2 separate regions of the Ovis aries genome follow, and region 2 is linked to region 1. Evidence: chromatin contacts called from public Hi-C data. All regions are on one chromosome and are shown on one strand. Each heading gives the region's core, a stretch centred on a gene start, on an enhancer-like site or on the middle of the called end of the contact. The rest is flanking DNA. Distances are from core to core; before and after follow the strand shown. Region 1 holds the start of CCDC57 (coiled-coil domain containing 57). Region 2 holds the start of DUS1L (dihydrouridine synthase 1 like).

The links. A called contact is a pair of places that touch in the nucleus more often than the background predicts.
Region 2: a Hi-C map of liver shows a contact between it and region 1, with 2.7 times the contacts expected there. The contact joins the promoter of DUS1L here to the promoter of CCDC57 in region 1. A contact is called at or near these places in 2 of 16 Hi-C or Micro-C datasets (hypothalamus and liver).

Annotation. Positions count from the first base shown.
Region 1 is chr11:50,163,007-50,167,968 of ARS-UI_Ramb_v3.0, reverse strand. CCDC57 (coiled-coil domain containing 57) reads right to left here and starts at 2,886. Exons shown (of 18, transcript XM_042256231.1): 1 at 2,827-2,886. The coding sequence starts at 2,872.
Region 2 is chr11:50,308,615-50,313,474 of ARS-UI_Ramb_v3.0, reverse strand. It overlaps DUS1L (dihydrouridine synthase 1 like), which reads right to left and starts at 1,629. Exons shown (of 14, transcript XM_042256235.1): 1 at 1,391-1,629; 2 at 302-795. The coding sequence starts at 538.

The sequences.
Region 1 (4,962 bases), core at 1,637-4,136:
CTGTGACTCCTGTCCTTCACTGACTGCCAAATAGTACCCACAACCATTTGTAAAACCTGAGAAGAGCAGCAGATGGATCTTAATTCCATCACTGGAACTTGCTGGGGATGAGGGATACTGCTCACGTGAGGAGAATATAGCGCTTTTTTAATCCGAATTTATAGCTGCCAAATTCCCATGCCTCCCCCACCCCACCCAAAAAAGCAAATAAATGATAGGCGATAAATTGAACAGTCAGTAGTTAAGAGCTGATAATCTGCTCATACTTTTACAACCACATAAATGTTTCACATACCAAGACTTAAAATCAATAAGGACTTGGGAATTCCCTGGCAGTCCAGTAGTTAGGACTCTGTGCTTTCACCGAGGGCCCAGGTTCAATCCCTGGTTGGGGAACTAAGATCCCACAAACTGCACAGCATAGGAGGTCGGGGTAGGGGGTGGAATCAATAAGGACTCAAAGTGAAATATAACCAGAAACAAATGAACCTAACTTTATTACAAATTAATAACATAAATACACTAAGGCAACTTTGTAAAATAGATTTTGACTATATATTTAAAGAAAAAAACAATCACATGCAAATATCATTCTCTACTTAAGTAGGTTTGTTTTTCACAGAAATATGGCTTGGCAATACTGAAACTATATGTGGTCTAGGACTGAGCAAAAACGTTAAGCATACTGAGGACAATAGGGCTCCCCTGTGGCTCACAGTAAAGAATCCGCCTGCCAGAGCAGGGGATGTGGGTTCGATCCCTGGGTGGAGACGATCCCCTGGAGAAGGAAATGGCAACCCACTCTAATATTCTTGCCTGGAGAATTCCATGGACAGGGCAGCCTGGTGGGTGATAGTCCTTGGGGTTGCAGAGAGCCAGACATGACTGGGGGACAAAGACCAGACCAGACTGAGGCAACAACGGGAGCCGGAGTTGGAGAGCAAAAAGGGAGGTATTAATAGAAGGAACCCTGTGGTGACGGATTGAAATTGGAGGTATAAACTCAGTTTTGAATACTTATACAGATAGATATATGGATATAGAAATAGATAGAGATGTATAGGGTGTACACAAATTTATGCTTCCTAGTGCTGCCCATTGAGAAAGCCAAAAAGTAATAACCCTCCAGTAGCAACGAGCACACCTCCAAAGATCTTGGTTTCTTAAAAAAAAAAAAAAATCTTCTAAATTAAAAGGAACCAACACACCTCAGAGAAATTTCTGATTCCAGGTTAGGTCAAGGAAAGCACAAGATTGAGTCCAGAATATCCTATGGTACCAGAAAATAAGGAAGTGCTCAAAATGTTGGGGATAGGCTAAAAAGGACACGGAAGCCAACCTGAATGGGCCAAATCTGCACAACAGAGCAACAAAATAAATGACAGTAATGGATTTCTGTGTGTGCATGCTCAGTCTTGGGTGATTCTTTGCAACCCCATTACTGTAGCCAGCCAGGGTCCTCTGTCCATGGAATTTTCCAGGCAAGAATACTGGAGTGGGTTGCCACTTCCTGCTCCAGGGCATCTTCCTGACCCAGGGATTGAACCCCCATCTCTCCTGTCTCATGCACTGGCAGGCAGATTCTTTACCACTGAGTCACCTTGGAAGCCCTTAGTAATGGTCTATAACCTATGAAATAAAATTAAAATGTCCACGCCAAGATAAATAACTGAATAACTTAAAATATGGAAGGTTCTTCCTTACAGTAGAATTCCAACTTGAAAGTAAAAATAATGGAAATGAAAAAATCACTCTGTGGCAAAAGCAACACTTACAATTGTTTCAGAAAATGCTCACTTCTGGATGCTAAAATTAGTGATTTTAAACAATATATTTACACACTTTCAAAGTAACTCCCCACGGGAAAAATGGTAACTCAATGATGGAAACACCTTGTAGATATCCCCTAACACAAACGACCAAAGTTAGTATCAGCAGTAATGGAACAAATCGACATTATATGACTCCTGATAAGATGCAGAGAAAAACACAATTTCACAGGAAAGGTTTTTCTTACCAAAAATGCATAACTTAAAAGTAATCATAAGGGAACATCAGAAAAACCCAAACTGAGGGGCATTCTACAAAATAATTGACTCATAAAAGTCAAGGAATGACTGAGGAAGCACTTCCGATTAAAGAATAAGAAAGAAAACACGGACGGTCCTGGATTGGATCTTGTAAAAGAGAAAAGTCATCCGTGGGATAATTGCTGAGTCTGAATAAATCCTGTACATTAGATCATGGTTTTGTATGAGCTAAGTTTCCTCAGTTGGCTAAAAAGAACTATGGTAACATAAGAGATTAACATTTGGGGGCACCTTGGTAAAAGCACCGAGGCAATCTTTATACTTATTCTGCAACTCTTTTGTAAATCTCAATTTTTTTTCTTTAGTTACTCTGGACCAGGCTGCCTGGGTCTGAACCTGTCCTCACTGGCTGTGGAACCGGTAAACTCTCCCATCTCTGCGGCGCCCACGTCTTCAGGTTCCTGAAGGAGTCGAACAACAACGCAGAGCACTCAAAGCGTGGCGCCAACGAATGCCCTAGCCTTCCCACCTCGCATGCGACACGCGCGCTTCAGACAAGAGCCCGGCGGGCTCTGCGTACCGGGCTCCGCGGGCCCGGCACCGCTCTCGCGCCCACAGCCCTGCAGGGTGGCCTCAAGGGAGTGCGCGGCGTCTGGCAGGACTTGGAGGTCTCGGGTTTTTCCAAGAAAAGAGACGACGCCCGTGAAAAGCGACCCAAAGGGCCACAGCTTCTCGCGTCGCCGGCCCCTGAGGCCCCTTGGCGCCCCGCCGCGTCGCCCCCGCGCCCGCGCCTCACCTGGAACGCTGGCCCCGAGCAGCCTCTTGTCCCTCCGCGTTGCCATGGTAACCTGAGTCTGTCGGCCGCCGTCCGGGCGCTCTTGGTACAGCGCTCGGGTTCCGCCGGCCGGAAACGGGAGCCCTGACATCTGGTTCCGGATTCTTCGCGCCCCGCCCGCGCGCAGGTACACCAGACGAGGAAGGTTTCGGACTATCGGATGGCAGGTGGCCGGGTTCCGCGATCCCGCCGGTCTCGGAGCCCGGAAGCTGTTGGCGGCTCTGACGGGTCGGGGTGGGGCTTACGGGGAGCTGTACCTGGGAGGGGAGGGGCCCAGGCTGCACGTGGGCGTGGAGCGGAGTAAAAGTCCGAGACAACGAGAACTGCGTCTTCACGCGTGGATCCTCCGGCAGTGAAACAGGCAGACACTGCGAGGGGGACCCAGAAGAGGCGGGCAAGCAGTGAGCTCTGCGTGTCCGGGATTAGCGGGGCTCAGGATGGCAGGATGGCCTTTCTGGCCAGCGCCCTTGATCTGGGCGCTGTTGCACCGTGTGCTTGGCTTATGAGAATTCATGTTTGTGTGCACTCATAACCTGTGTGCTTTGGTGTTTGTGTGTCCGAGTTACGGGTTAAAAAAAAAAACAAAACCACCTCACAGAGGCAACGAGCAAACCAATATGTCACTGCCCCCATACTTAGAGATCCTCTTCCCCAGTATCTGAAGGTCTACTGGAGCCGAAGAGGACCAGTTGTCCGAACAAAGGTTCAGCCTGCCTGGGCAATCGCACCGTGGAGCTCCAGGAAGTAATGGGCACAGAGGCAGTGGTGGCAGCAGAGAGGGGGACATAGTCTTTGGTCCAGCCTCTCCTCTCCATCTGTGTTTTCTCCACCCTGATGGCATTCTAGCTGCACAGGGCCAGTCCTCAAGCTGTTCCTACCAGACCTCTCAGCACAGTTAATAGTAAGAAAGGTTCTGCTTTAAAAGGCAGCTCTTAGAGGGAGGTCCAGGGGTTATTAAACATCAGGCAGATCAATAATTCAAGCCTCCTTGAAAATGGAAGAAGTGATCCTATCAGTGCACAGAAACCATGTGAAAATAGCCCTGCCTTCCTGCCTGGGGAAGCCACAGAGGATCCGCATGACCTTTAACCTATATCCCATAGGCCCTGGGCAGCCTCACTGCCCCCAGCCCAGCTTCAAAGGGCAGTCCAGCTTCAAACCCCAGGCCCACTCCTCTTGTTACAGTTTTCTGGGACTCTGTTTGCTCTTCTCCATAAAGTAGAGATAATGCCTTCCATTCCCCGTGCATTTGAGGATCAGAAACAACATATGAACTACATGCGTGCTGGGTCAACCCCAGTGAAGGGGCTCTGGGGTCTGTGTGTGTAAACCAAAAGGGCCAAGAGGATACACACTTTTGAATAAAAATAAACCCTAACAACAAACAAGAGTTCTGTACCTCACCATCCACGTTCTGAAACCTGACCAACCCCACCATGACCTTCTCCCTCCAATTACCCCGACACTAACCCTAACCTGAGCCCTGACCTTGACCCTAACTCTGTGACTTCACCAACACGAATTCTACCCCCTAACCCTGACCCACCCAACCATAACCCTGTCCCTGCAATAAACCCCATCCTGACCCTGGGCACTAAACCTAAGGGTGGCCCTCGATTCCTATGGTGGGGCCAGCTCCTACCACTTCAATCGCCCAATATCCCAGAACCTCTGATTCCCTCACCTGAGCCCCAAATAAGGCTTTTGGGGTGCTGGGCCAGAGAGGGACAGTACTCCCCTGCCCCTGCACATCACGCGCCCCCCCCCCACCCCCACAGAATGATAGAGGCTGGTGGTGGGCCCTCACCACCCTGGGAAGGGCCTTGTCACTTCTGGTGGGCCCACAGCCCCACTAGGGCCTGCAACTTTGTCCACTTGGGCTCTGGAGCTCGGCCTCTTAACTGTGCCCCATGTCCAGGAGCTCAGTAGATGCTCGTGGAAGGGGAGAAGGGACACACTGATCACTCTCTACCCAGCTCCCTGCCCGATCTTCCCACAGGTCAGGCCAGACCCAACATTCTCCCAGTCTGTCTCCCCCGACCTGCCCACCATCCTGCCAGTCAGACCAGACCCCCTCTTCCACCCAGAGTGCCCTCT
Region 2 (4,860 bases), core at 380-2,879, 150 kb before region 1:
GTCCTCCCAGATGTAGCAGAAAGCCAGGATCACTGACTTTGCCAAGAGCAGAGCTGTTCTGTCTGTCTGATAAAGAGGGGGCACTTGGGGTGATGTCAAGGGGGCGGGAGGGAGGGCCTGCAAATCTTCCCCGGCACCCAAGCCATCCATTTGCCAAAAGTCTGAGGCAGCTACTGGGGAGAGGTCAACCTCTGCAAGAACCAGCCTGCTGTTGCCCCTCTGATCTCGGAAAGTCGGGAAGCCTTTTCTGGAAAAGCCCAGGAAAGGGTTCTCGGCCAGCGTTGGAGGCTGGGCCGCTAACCTGTACAATGAGAGGCCGGTCCTCAGGGCACACATCGCAGTACAGGTTCTCCTTGCGGTAGTTGGCATCACGGACAAAAACCTGGGCATGCAGCATGGGTGTGTAGCACAGTTGGGCCCCATGTCGGCGGCTCAGAAGCCTCCAGGCCAGCTCACTTTGGTCCACCATGGGGGCCACCACGTGGCGGGCCCCCCGAAGGGTGCGGCTCCAGAACTCGAAGCCTTCCAGCTTTGGCATTGCCTTCACACTGAAGGGCAAGACCACGGGCTCAGCCGCAGCCAGTGGAGCGCAGGTGCAGGAGGTGACCCCCTCAAGGCTGCTCTAGCGCTGCCTGATGGTCACAAATGCGGGTGCTAAGGGTGTCGGCTGATGCAGGACAGGAACTGACGCCTCATTGCCATCGCCTTCCAGTGGAGACCGTGGACAGGTTACTCAAACTTTCTGCGCTTTAACCTCTCACTTCTTAGCGGGATTAAGATGTCTGCCTGGCAGGACTGGCATGAAGAATAAATGGAACAGTGAGTGATGTCCTGTCAGTGCTTTGCCCAGGGGAGGCCATCACAAAAGGCAGCTACAACCCACAAGGCCTGGAGACCCCCACCAAGGCAGGACCACCCTGTGGCGACCCCACCAAGGGGCACAGGGCAGTCACCTGGACACTCTGCCCTCCTCTGGGTGTCAGATGTATAAAAGCACTACGAGGACGTTCCCTCTGGCTTATCTTACCCATGCCTGGCCGACCTTATCAGAGACACTGTTCCCTACAGTGACTTAACAGGTGGTAGGTAGCCTGAGGCTTACAATCGAAACCCCAAAGGAACAGATCGTGACGAGGGGCTCACTGTCAGAGAACACCCACCTCCTGTACTACTTTGGGAGTTATTAAGCAGGGTCATCGGCTTAACAACTGCCTAAGCGCCCAGCTGTGGGTTTATTTTCGGGAACTGTGAAGCTACATGTAAAAATCAAGATGATGCCCACAGAGGCCTGGACACGAGGCGCCGAGCGCGGGGCCTTCCACCTCCACCCGAAGGAAGACCCCCGGGGCCCCAGAGAACCGCGGGTCAAACCTGAAGGGAACCTACCTACCTGGGCGGAGCCGAGCCACCTGGGCGCCCGAACCGGGTCGCGGCTCCTTTCTACGCAGCTGGGCCCTTCGGAACAGGGGGGAATAGCCAGGGGCCCACTAGGGGTCCCACCGGGAGCTCCGGGGATGCGGCTAGGGTACCGCGGAGTGAGGATCCTGGGCTCGCAGCGCGACTTGAGACCGCCACGCTGGGGCCGCCACCCGGCCGCCGCCGGGCCCAGGGCTCCGCGCTGGGGCCGCCGGGAGGTGCTCCGCCAGGCCGTTCCGGGCGGCCCGCGGTGCTGCGAGAAACGCATTCCCGGGAAACCGCGCCCGGCTGCTGAAGGGCCCGCCGCGCGGCGGAGGGGCTGTGTGCGGAGTCGGGGTCGTAGACTAGAAGTCCACTCCTCCGGGCGCGGCGGGGCAGTTTCGCAGAGGTAGGGCCGGACAGGGGCCGCCGGGACTCTCCCCTCGCTTGCGGGGGCTGGTTATCGCCCGGTGCCACCGTACCCGAGCTCCCGCCCTCCCCAGCAGATGCTCGGGGCTGAAGTCCTCTCTTCGGCCCCCACGCGGAATCTCATAAAGATCTTCGAAGGACCAAAAATCTCTGTTTTATTTCGGAAAGCAAACACCGCGTGAAATTCCTGTCCCGCGGCCCCCAAAGCGCCGCGCTCGGCCTCCCAGACCCACAGAATTCTTCATGGTAAACTTAAGACGTGCGAGAGCCACCGGGTTAGCGAATATAATAACAACCTTACCTCCTGCTCATTCTCCTAAATACTCGCTTCCCTGTCCTAAAGAAACCGACTGATCCTCGTTTCCCCCTTCTCCCTCCCTTTCTCCTATTACCTTTGGTACAGAAACCTCTACCTCTGATTACTGAGTGTCTGTCTTCTGTATCCGCCAGAGGGTTGTGAATATACTTTCTTCCTGTTCACCTGTCTTTTGTCAATTTAATTTGCAGGACCCCTAAACAGTCCCAAAAGGGAAGAGGGAAAGTTTTTCCTTTAGCAGAACCAAGTTTCATTTTATCATTTCATCCTTAAGTATCTCAGTATCCCCCAAAGACAGGAATTTTTAGAGCAGTATCATTAACACACCTGAAAATCCCTATGTCCTAAGATCAAATATCCATCCTTGTGTGTCCAGTATGGCAGCCAGCTGTCACATCTTGAGTGCTGGAATGTGGTCTGAATTAAGACGTGCTATAACAGGAAAAAGACACACCAGGTTTCAAAGTCTTAGGGGAAAAAAAGTAAAAGTTAATTGATAATTTAAAAAATATTAATGATATGTTGAAATTATATTTTTTATATTGCATTAGGTTACATATGAGTGCCTAATATGGCAAAATCCCTGGTGGCTCAGATGGTAAAGAATGTGTCTGCAATGCAGGAGACACCGGTTCGATCCCTGGGTGGATTCCCTGGAGAAGGGAAAGCTGCCCAATCCAGTGTTCTCACCTGGAGAATTCCAAGGACAGAGGAGCCTGGTGGGCTACAGCCCATGGGGTCATAAAAAGTCATACAGGACTGAGAGACTAAGACTAACACTTTTTCTTTTTTTCTTTTTTCAGGTTAAATATATTATTGCAATTAATTTTATCTTTTTAACTTTCTTGAAATGTGGCTACTGGAAATTTTACATTTACATACGTGGGTGGGATTTGTGGCACAGCAGATTGAGGAGCTCACCAAATTTCTTCCCAAAAAAGCAAAGATAAAACTGGACCAAAAAAAAAAAAAAAGGACAGAATTGTTAAAAGCAACCATTTCAGGACTCTGGAAGTTGATCAAATTTCGTACCATATTTGAAAAGCACTTATTTAAAAAAAAGAACCGCACATCTATGAGAAGACCAGTGGGAGTCTATGATTTCAGTATTGTACAACTTTTATTTCCTCCCTTCCACTGGTAACTCCACCAGAGCCTGGTAGGCCTTGAGGGCTCCTAGTTCCTACACACTCTGGAGAGAGCTGACTTGACTGGGAAATTAGGGAAAGCCCCAGAGAACAATTGTAATCACATAGCAGACAACAGGGTGAAAGTATTAGCTGCTCAGTCAAGTCCAACTCTTTTCTACCCCATGGACTGTAGCCCTCCAGGCTCCTTTGTCCATGGGATTCTCCAAGCAAGAATACTGAAGTGGATAACCTTTCTCTTCTCCAGGAGATTTTACTGACCCAAGGATTGGATTGAACCTGGGTTTCCCACATTGCAGGCAGATTCTTTACTGTCTGAGCAACCAGGGAAGCCCCAAACAACTGGGTAGAAACCTGTATCTTGGCTGCCTGATACTGGTTGGAGAAAGCAGTATTCCAGCCATAAATTTAACAAAGAAATTCAGTAGATGAGCTAGCCATGATGGGTCTTGATAAGATAGTGATTTGCTAGGCTGTGCGTATAGCAAGGAAAGACCAGAGTTGGCCACAGCTAAATACACCTGTCTGACTGAAGAAGAAAGAGGCTTTGTGCAAGGAAAAAGGCGGGCCCAAACAATAAACTGCTAACTGCAAAGGGTGAGGCCTTACCAGTTCAGTAGACTTAAGCATAATCACTAACTAATAACTGGCTGGCCATTAAACTATAATGGCCCAGGGATAAGTCTTAGGAAACCAGGCTTGCATATAAAAAAAAGGTTTTATTTTTGGCCTTGCCACATGGCTTGTAGGAGCTAAGTTCCCCAACCAGGGATTGTACCTCAGCCCTCTGCCATGAGAGTACAGAATCCTAACCACTGAACCACCAAGGAATTCCCTAAAACAAAAAAGATTTTTTAAAAATTTAGTAGAGGACTTACCTGGCAGTCCAGTGGTTAAGACTCTGTGCTTCCAATGCAAGGGACACAGGTTCCATTCCTGGTCAGGGAACTAAGATCCTACATGCCTCAGTGTGGCCAATAAAACCAAAAAAATCCAGTAGAGATACCAGTGGCCACACACTGTAGGGGAAACAGACTGTATAGAATTCACCCAGGTTGGGAACTGAACAAACAAATACCAACATCAATAAACACATACAGTAAGGCAGGGAGGGGGTCAGAGTCCAGAGCTACTTACTACAACATATTATAAATGCCTAGTATTTAAAAAAATTTTATAAGACAGTCAAACAAAAAATTTAGGACATACACAGGAAAAAAAAAAAAATGGTTCCTAGAAACTGTCCCTGAGGGGGCTCAAATGATGGAGTTAGCAGGCAAAGAATTAAAGTAGCTATTGTAAATATGTCCAAAGGACAAAAAGAAACCATGGTTAAAGATTTTGTTTTCAAATGTGATGGTGACTCATCAAGTTAAGATTATCAATATCTTTAAATGATTCTTAAAAAGCCAATGGAAATTATGAATTGGAAACACAATAACTAAAATGAAAATTTCAAAAAAAAAAGAAAAATAAAAAAAAATAAAATGAAAATTTCACCAGAGGGCCTCAACAGCAGACATGAACTAGCAAAAGGAAGAACCAGTGAATTTGAAGATAGGTCAGTAAACA